3 separate regions of the Mus musculus genome follow, and all the other regions are linked to region 1. Evidence: chromatin contacts called from public Hi-C and promoter capture Hi-C data. All regions are on one chromosome and are shown on one strand. Each heading gives the region's core, a stretch centred on a gene start, on an enhancer-like site or on the middle of the called end of the contact. The rest is flanking DNA. Distances are from core to core; before and after follow the strand shown. Region 1 holds the start of Arl14ep (ADP-ribosylation factor-like 14 effector protein). Region 2 has its middle 81 kb from the start of Kcna4. Region 3 has its middle 91 kb from the start of Fshb.

Region 1 (2,927 bases), core at 134-2,633:
AAGTCAGCAAAACCTCCTCAGAGTATGGTGGCTCGGGGGTCACATATTCTCCAGCCACCATGGGATCCAGTCATCTGTATACCCCACTTGTTCGTATCAATTCTTCAAGCATCACTAATTCCTCCTTCACCTCGGAGGTTTCCATCAACCTATGTAAAAGAGTAAACTTCCAGTCTTTCTGCTTTACAGCAACACCATACTCTGCTACTTGTTAGTGCATTATATGCAAAGCTCCAAAGGCAAGGCACTACCGGATTCCCTCAACAGCCAAGGCTTCTCTAATTAGCAAATTCTGACACTTTACTCTTTAGAAATTTTTTGAATAAACACAAGGTCAGAAATTCCTAGAGTCCCAAATGGCAGACTCTCCTTGAAATCGATGTGATCGGATCCCACTTCTCTGCAATGATCCCCACCACAACCCCGCGTGGGATTCACTCATTAATGCCCCTACTCTCTGCCAATGCCTCAACTCATCAGACATAATCAACAGCACTAGGGTAGAAAAAAATTTAAAACAAAACGAAACAAATGAAACCCTCAACCCACCAAAGTGCGTAACTAAATATCACACGGTTAGAACTGCGAAGATTGTGAATTTTAAAGACGGTCTGGAGAGATGGTTCCAGAAGACCCAAGTTAATTCCCAGCACCCACGCCGGTGGCTCAGACTATCCTGTAACTCCAGTTTCAAGGTAATCCGACGCCCTGTTCTGATCTGTCGGGGCTCCAGCCACGCACTGCTGGCACATACATACTGGCAAGACATCCATCCATACAAAATAAAGTAATAAAACAAAATGTTTTTAAAGTTAGACTTGGGAGGCAGAGGCAGGCGGATCTCTGTGAGTTCTAGGTTAGCCTCGTCCACATAGAGAATTCCAAGTCAGCCAAGACTACACAGAGAAACTGTCTCAAAAAACAAAACAAAACAACAAAACTTAAAAGCCCCAGGCCTGGTTACTCGTTTCTGTAATCTGAGCTACTCAGGAGGGGCTTGATGAGTTGGAGGGTAGTTTAGGACATTTGGCACGAGTGAGTCCTCACAAAGAAGCTGAGGATGAAGCTCAGCAGTGGCGAGGCCCTGGTTCAAATAAAACCCTGCAATCTGATGCAGTGGCGGACCTACTGTGTGCAGGGTAGAGCCGGGTGCCAGGCTGCTACAAGCCCCTTCCGCCGTACAAGCCTCCCCTCCCAACACTCCTCCCGGTTCACCGCGGCCTCCCACATTCAAGTGCCATCGGTAGAGTCCACTCACAGCCCTACGGCCCGACCCGGCCCGGTCCACCTGAGCTGCCACGGGTCTCCGCTGGGCTCCGGAAGCACCGTCTCTGCACAGGCCAAGCTCGGCTTTCCACACCACCGCCGGCCCCGCGCAGAAACCGAGAGGACGGCGAGGGCGGCTAGAGAGACCGCTTGTACCATGGAGAGGAACCAGGAGGAGCCTAGAGCGGAAGCCAGCCCGGAGGCCTCCGGAGGAGGAAGGGCTGGGTGCGGGGGACAAGGGGGGATGACTCAATCCAACGCAAGAGTTGCTTCAGTTGCTCGCCCGCCTTGGGGAACTTGTATCCTCTCCTGAGGTTGGGGAATTGGGAGGCTCTTGGAGGCCCTTAGCAAACACAGGTTTCCTTTACTTCGTTTGCAAATCTGTTCTGTGCAGGACACCAAACAAACGCACCTAGATAGCCCTAATCCTGGAGGAGAGTTAAATGCAACTCAAGGAATGGACCTTTTATTTAAAGTCTCACATTTTATTTTTTGATCCATTCCAACTAAACATATTCTAAAACGCTCTCTCTATTATATATTGTAAAAAAAAAAAAAAAGTCTAGATCTTTGAGTAAAAGGTACACCACAGGAAATTAACCTTTACATTTTGGGGGTGGAGAGAAGAGGTGTAATCATTGTTGTTTTGAGGTGCGTGAGTTTTTGTTTTAATTTTGGGACAAGGTTGCAGCCAGGTAGTTGAGGCTGGACCCTAGAACTCTATAGGTAGTCCACGCGGCTATGAATATAACGTTTTCTTGGTTTTGAGAATTTGACACATATGGTGTGTTTGGATCAACTCCACCTCCAGTGATGTCATCTAGAAGTGCAGGACTGGGTTCGGTTCTCTTTGTCAGCTCAAGGATTAAAAAGGAGGACAGCATTACCTGAAATTTTTGGGTGTCCCTGCAGAGTCAACATATGATAACCTAGGAATTTGGGTTCCTTCCTGGGGATCTTAGTTTTATTAATAAAAGAATAAACTAAAACAGAACAACTCAAGGACAACTTATTAGAATTTTAAAAAGAAAACCCAAGAGCAGGCAATTTGTTAATCTTTAAGTTGTCCCAAAGAGGAAGATGTAGAGTATAAATATGACCGGCCTCAGTGGCAGACAGCCTTGGGGTGAGAGGTGGAACTTCCGCAAAGAGGAGGAAGTCTAATGCTAAGTTAGAGAGCTCTGGCCAGCACCTGAAGGAAAAAGATGGAACAATAAATAGTTACACAGTTTTTTTGTCGTGCCTCAGAAAGCAGGTCAGACCCATTGAGGTCAGCCAAACCTAACCAAGGCTCTGCTCTTAGGACTGAATGGGGCATTGGAAGGAGTCTGGGAAGGGAAAACTTGCTCTTAAGCTGAACCTACCTTCCTAGTAGATGTCTCCCAGCCAGACCCTGACCTGCCCCATTGGATTAGACCTTAAGGGAAGAGACTAGGGCATGCCTACAGCTAGGCAGAGATTCCACTCCCTTCTACCTTCTCTCACGTAAAGGCAGGTATATTGGGTTTTGTTTTCGTTTGCTTGTTTTTTAAAAACCCAGAGTCCATTCATTGCTGTCAGTATTTGCTATGTGAGGCTATCCATGAAAGAAAATCAGGAAATGCATCCCTGAAGAAAATTGACTCTCTTCACCAATAGGCATCAAACATCAAAAGCTCCTC
Region 2 (2,927 bases), core at 144-2,643, 240 kb after region 1:
TCAGTGAAGGAGGGGAGGAGTGATGGGGAAGGTTTGCAAGTGGGGGTACTCAGGAGGGGGGCAGAGAGTGGGATGTAAAGTGAATAAGTCTGAAACAATGACTTGTAGCTTATGCCTTTAAAAGCTCCCCTCCACTTTAGCTGGGCCACAGTCCAACTAAGGGAGCTATGGTCAGCAGTAATTTAAATGAGATTTGGATGATTAAAATCTTGATAGAGTCTGAGTGGTCATCTTGAACTCCAAAAGATCACTATGTATCATCATATAAATAGAATGTATTACATTATAGCACTGACATTTTCTTCATTAATGTAGAGATTGTTTTAAATATAGTTTTATATAGTGATACAATTGTACTTTTCATTTATGTAGATTTTTTAAAGTTGAAAAAGTTAATCACCATCCCAAAATATTAGCTCTAGAGTTTGCGTAATGTATTAAAAAATTAATGTTTTTCTGTTCAAAAAATAAATATAATAAAAATGTTGAATAAATCCTATCCACACAATAGTCCTTTATATCCAGCATACTTGTATGTTTCATTTCATCTTAAAGGTTCCCATTTTTAATTTTTAACCTTATCCCTATTATTTGTTTCTATTCTTTAGTTGTGTTATTTTATGAGTTCTACTTATTTTACTTGTTCACACAAGCAACTGACAATAAAACATAAATATATGGACAAATATATTAACTACACTATCTAATGAATTTCAATTAGAAGTCAAAACCTATTATCTATGGAAGGTCGATGATGATGAACTGCCAAGCCAGAAATATTTGTGATCTGTTGCTTCATGGGAAACCACTCCAATATGTTGTAGCCTAAAATAATACCAGCTCTGCAGGCAGCTGACAGGATAGTCAGCATATGATAGTCCCCATTTTGTGTTCAGTATCTGTCAGGCTGGTTTTGTCAGTGAGCCCCATCTCTACTGACTTCTGTTTATCACTCATAATCTAGCTTGGGCTTTCCCCAACATGCTTGCAGGTCATCAGAAGAAAAGAGGAGACACTGAACTAACACTTCTCCCTCTACTGCCTGTGTAGCATTTTAAAATTGCCTTTTACCAAAGCAAGCTATGTAGTCAAGATTAGATTTAATGGCTAAAGAAAGAGACTCCACTTATTTTCGATACACTAGAACAAGGCATGAATGCAGAGATAAAATTTCTCTGTGGCCCATGGCAAAAAAAAAAAAAAAAACTTCACAAAGTTGGGATTAAAGAACTCAGAGTTCTTTAACAAAGAGCAGCAAGGAATTAGTCATCTGTGCTTACTGGGGACCATTGTATACAGAGCATGGTATTTATGGAGCAGACTTAGAGGAAGGAGATGTTTTAACTCTAAATTTTGAGTCAATGAAGGAACATCGGCTGTGATGTCAGGCAGGATCTCATGTGTCATAATAAATGTACCAATTCTAGTTCCTCTTTCTCTGACTCAAGAAATGTCTTAGAATCTGAGCAAGAGAACACTGTTAAAAGGTTTGTTGGGTCAGCAGACTGTGACATTCTCAGGATGTGACAGATATTGTGATTTACTGAAATTCCAGCTAAGATTTTGCTTTGAAGGTGATTGAGGGATCTACAAATATAAGGAAGGAGAATATAAAAATTTACTATGGAATATGTAAATTTCCCTTTGTTGAATATGTTTGCATCTCCCTTTGTTGGGTATGTTTTTGTACTGCGAAGAATATTAAACCCTTATAGAGATAGTTACACTCTACACATGCCTTCTTGGTTTTTCTGATACTCTGTTTAGTAGCTATTTCTTTGAGGTAGATCTCACCTATTTCTACTCAGCTTTGACCTTATATAAATCACCACTTCTTCCAGACCATTTCTGAAGCTCTTACTTCCACCATCCCCTTAAAAAGGGGGAGAGATTCTCTGAGGGATTTGCTGATGTAACTTTTAGAAAATTAGGGAATGGTCAGGGTAGGGAAGAAGAATAATATTCCCCTTTGCAGGGGAGAATTCTGATTCAGTTCAGTATTTCATTGAGTACTTACTCTGGCTAGATTCTATCCCAGCTGATTCTATGTATTTGCTCACTTTTTCCTAAGAGACTCATGGAAATTACCAAGTAGGTAGATATTCTAGAGAGTAAATTTGTCAGAATCAGATTGTCATACAAAGAAAAGACCATATTAAAATGCAGCTGTCCCTAATCCCCTTAATCTTGAAACTAGGAAAAACATATTTGAAACTTTTTAGTAGCTTGAATTTACTCTATTGGAATAGTATGGAAACTCTTTGGATTGCATCATGGACAAAAGGGGAAAGATGTGTGCTAGTCATAAACTCTGATAACTGTAAATTAGGCTTCATTGGGTGGTATTCAATGTATATGAACAAAACCTTAACTAAGCTGTTCATTCAGAAACAGAAACCTTGGTGGTTGAATATTCAAAGTTCATTGAGGAGTTCTATCCTCTCTTTCAAAGATAAGTGCCAAGTCCTTCTCTTAATTATATGCTGAATAAAATAAGATATGTAGCAAGAGAGAATTCATTTTGAATTTCTATTCATTCTCATCTTGTCTTCCAATTACACAAAACATCTTTTATACAGAATACCCAGAGACAATTTTCCATTTGAGAATGAGGACAGGCTTTCTTTTGCAAGTCAATAGGGCTGTCCTTATGTTGTCAGGAAGAGTCAAAATGACATTTGTAACAAGGCATGCCTTTACTCCACGCCTGAGAAGTTGAAAAATCTATGTCAACTTCAAGCATTTAATTGGGAGCTTTGTCACTTGGAGGAACCTCATAAGTTAGAGAAAGGGTGTGGCATTCAGGCAATGGGGATGCATTCAGGTGAGAAAAGTGGAGGAGGCTTATCAGAACTAGTGGGTTAAAGAAAGTTGAGTAAATTGAAGTTCTACTGGTCAGCTGGTGGGTTAAGAGGACAACAGCTCAA
Region 3 (2,927 bases), core at 237-2,736, 180 kb after region 1:
CAAGCTAAGGTTTTTACCAATTGGTTTAAATGGAGTGCGACCAATTGGCTGCTGGTCATTAAGATGCAGTCAATTTTCAATAAATGAATAAAGGAAAGAATGAATGGACAAACAAGCAAAACCTAGTTTGTTCCCCAGCATATCTTTCCTTTTGGGATCCATTCAGAGAGATCAGTCTTTGGGTCTGAGAAACTCAGCTACAATGGAAGGCAGGTCTTGTTCTGGGCTAGCTATCCTGCCCCATCCTGCCTTGTATTTAATTACCTTTTGTTTTTTCCCCAAGCAATTAGTAAAGTGCCAGCCTGTCTCAGATGTGCTAAGGAGAACCAAGAGAAGATGTTTTTGTGCACACTTGAGCCAAAGTGTTAAAGGAAAACTGGCACATTTAAGCTTGGGGCTGGGAGCATGTGGAGATAGAAATGACAGTAATTAATATTTATTGCGCAACCATAATGTACATTTTTAGACATGAGCTCATTTTATTCTCACAGCTACCCTGTACAGTCTATTCTAAGTAAAAATTGTGTTTGGCCAGGCCAGGGACTTGCTGAAATCCTAGAGTTAGTAAATGGCACAATTTAAATTTTAACCTGGGTGTTTTCACACAAGACGATCTTGTTTCTCACTGTGAGAAGAATCCTGCCCGTGGCTGCAACAGTGGCTAGAGTCGAGGCAACTCTTTAAGACAGGACAACTGTATTTCCTGCATTGTTCCCTTTACCTTCTTCGTTTGTTCATCCATTTAAACAATATTCCCTGGGAACTCCTTTGTCTCATCATAGTTCTAGATATTCAAGATACTAATGAGATCCTGAATATTATAAAAATAATCCCTGCCCTTGTACAATTATATTTAATTACAGAGATCGCAAAAGCCACCCAGGCATGATGTAATGGTAAGCTTAATTTGGGAGCAGATAAGGAGATAATGGAAGATGGCAGTTGTTGGAGAGGTGGGGATCAGGAAAAGCCTCATGGAGATAGTAGTATGTGGGTTGAAATGTGAGCGATAAGAAGAATGTAGCTATGCCAACAGTTGGCTAAGCACCATTTCAAGCAGAGAAACTGCAAGAGGACAAAGATATGAGACACTCAAGAAGGTAATTAGATTGCCTTATTATTTCCAAAGAAAATGCTATTCATTAAGGAAGATAGCCTGTTCAAAATAGGCAGAGTCCTGAGTGCTCAGAAAGGTTATCACTTGGAGAAATATTTGCAAAAATAACAGGCAAGTAATTTGAGCAGGTTTGACTTCAAGAGCTGGAGAGTGGCAGAGACAGAGGCAGGCATATTGACATGAGCAAATGGAGGACTGAGAAGGGACATTTAAGGCTGAATCATTTGATAAAGAAAATTGTCAACTGCAGCGGCAGTTCTGACTTTGCTGGCTTTGAAATTGCATTTGGAACGAGGAGACAGTAAAATTGTATAAAGCTACTTTGTGCTGGCAAAGAATATACTGAGTGGCAGTTGGGATTGTGATCAAATTCAGTCTCCTCCAATTCTGCAATTATAAACTGTTTTCCAAAAGTGTAGGCAGGTAGGCTGATTAAAGTACATGCTCTGAACTAGCCAAATGCTTCCTCCAAATGTTTAAAGTCTGGGCTAGGTCCTTCATCACGCAACACTTTCTGTGTTTAAATATTAATTACAATAATTTCATTTTTCAGCTTCACTACTTAAAATATCAATTTAGATGATGGATCACGAACTTTAAGGCCAAAAGAATCATTGATCACTTGTCTCTTTCTCTCTGCTATCATTATACAAAGGAGCTGGCAATTGTCAAGCACCCACAGTCACAAAGCCAGACATAGATGGAAAACCAATCAACTGCATTTCTACAATATCAAAAATGAATGTCAGGAGATGCAGAGTCTCAAGTCTAATGGCTTGCCCACTTATAGTATGTACAGCCTTTCTGATACTTTGTCACTCAGCACATTTTTGTTTATTTCTCTCTTGTTTTTTTTTTTTTTTTTTTTTTTTTTTTTTGTGAAATCACCCCAAATTGATTGTTACTATTAGTGAGCTGGATAACAGACAGGAAATAGAATATGTGGGCTTGGCAGTGCCTCAGTGGGCAAAGTACTTGCTGGGCAAGCAAAAAGACTTTGGTTCAGATCTTCCAAACTAACATAAAATGGCATGCTGGAGCTGGTGAGTGGGAACAGAGCTGGAGCTGGTGAGTGGGAACAGCGACAAGAGGATCTCTACTGTTCCCTGGCCAGCCAGTCTTGTCCAAACAGTGGGCTTCAGGTTCAGTGAGAGACCCTGTCTCAAAAAATAAGCCGAGGGTGGATGAGTAAGATATGTGACATCAACCTTTACATGTGCAAGCATGGATGAGCCCATCTGTGTTCACACAGGAAATACCACACTGGCATATACTTATACAAATGATAAAAAAAAATAAAGGTGAAAATCCTCCAAGCCAGCATGCTAGAGGTAATGAGATTGTGGGATATCAAGGACAAGTTTCTATGATAAAGTATTCTTTATATTTTAGAATCATGGGGAGATACACACCTCTTCTCTCATTCAGTTACCTGTTTTGGCTTCATACCAGAAGTTAGGGTATGGTGAATTTTATATACATACCCTATTACACCATGTATTACACCATATTATATACACCATTCCTATTACAGTTTTGGTAGGTAATTTGTAGCCAAAAAGAGACATCTGTATTGGGGGATTAGAGGGGCAATGCCATTCAAGACAGATATTTCTATAGTGCAGGTTTAGGCCTAGGGGAAAGTGAGGCAGCTAAGAACTGTTGATTAGAAAGCTGTGTACAAGTTAGGTTATATAAGTCAGGTCTGGTTCTACCTCCCAAGGCCATGCTCTCAGAAATAAGACTTAGACTCAAAATATATTTACAAATACTTTAGCCATATAATTAGGCTCTTTTCTGACTAGAATCA

The links. Promoter capture Hi-C pulls out the DNA fragments that hold promoters and counts their contacts. Hi-C and Micro-C count contacts between places; a contact is called where the count stands out from the background.
Region 2: a Hi-C map of bone marrow-derived macrophages shows a contact between it and region 1, with 3 times the contacts expected there. The contact joins the enhancer-like site here to the promoter of Arl14ep in region 1. A contact is called at or near these places in 2 of 39 promoter capture datasets (both in the 3T3-L1 cell line), 3 of 484 Hi-C or Micro-C datasets (bone marrow-derived macrophages, cortical neurons and group 2 innate lymphoid cells) and 1 of 9 other capture datasets (adipose tissue).
Region 3: a promoter capture Hi-C map of hippocampal neurons shows a contact between it and region 1, with 2.1 times the contacts expected there. The contact joins the enhancer-like site here to the promoter of Arl14ep in region 1. A contact is called at or near these places in 3 of 39 promoter capture datasets (the 3T3-L1 cell line and hippocampal neurons), 1 of 15 datasets of contacts at CTCF or cohesin (the NIH/3T3 cell line) and 1 of 115 datasets of contacts at active chromatin or transcription factors (the NIH/3T3 cell line).

What each region holds. Positions count from the first base shown.
Region 1 is chr2:106,973,014-106,975,940 of GRCm38.p6, forward strand. It overlaps Arl14ep (ADP-ribosylation factor-like 14 effector protein), which reads right to left and starts at 1,384. Exons shown (of 5, transcript NM_001025102.2): 1 at 1,259-1,384.
Region 2 is chr2:107,208,123-107,211,049 of GRCm38.p6, forward strand. No RefSeq gene overlaps it. Among named protein-coding and RNA genes, the nearest start is that of Kcna4, 81 kb to the right of the region's middle. Within about 2 kb of position 1,394, at least 5 of the 459 cell types and tissues checked have an H3K27ac peak or open chromatin away from gene starts, as enhancers often do. A contact at or near this core is called in bone marrow-derived macrophages and group 2 innate lymphoid cells, where this site is marked.
Region 3 is chr2:107,149,080-107,152,006 of GRCm38.p6, forward strand. No RefSeq gene overlaps it. Among named protein-coding and RNA genes, the nearest start is that of Fshb, 91 kb to the left of the region's middle. Within about 2 kb of position 1,487, at least 11 of the 459 cell types and tissues checked have an H3K27ac peak or open chromatin away from gene starts, as enhancers often do. A contact at or near this core is called in hippocampal neurons, where this site is marked.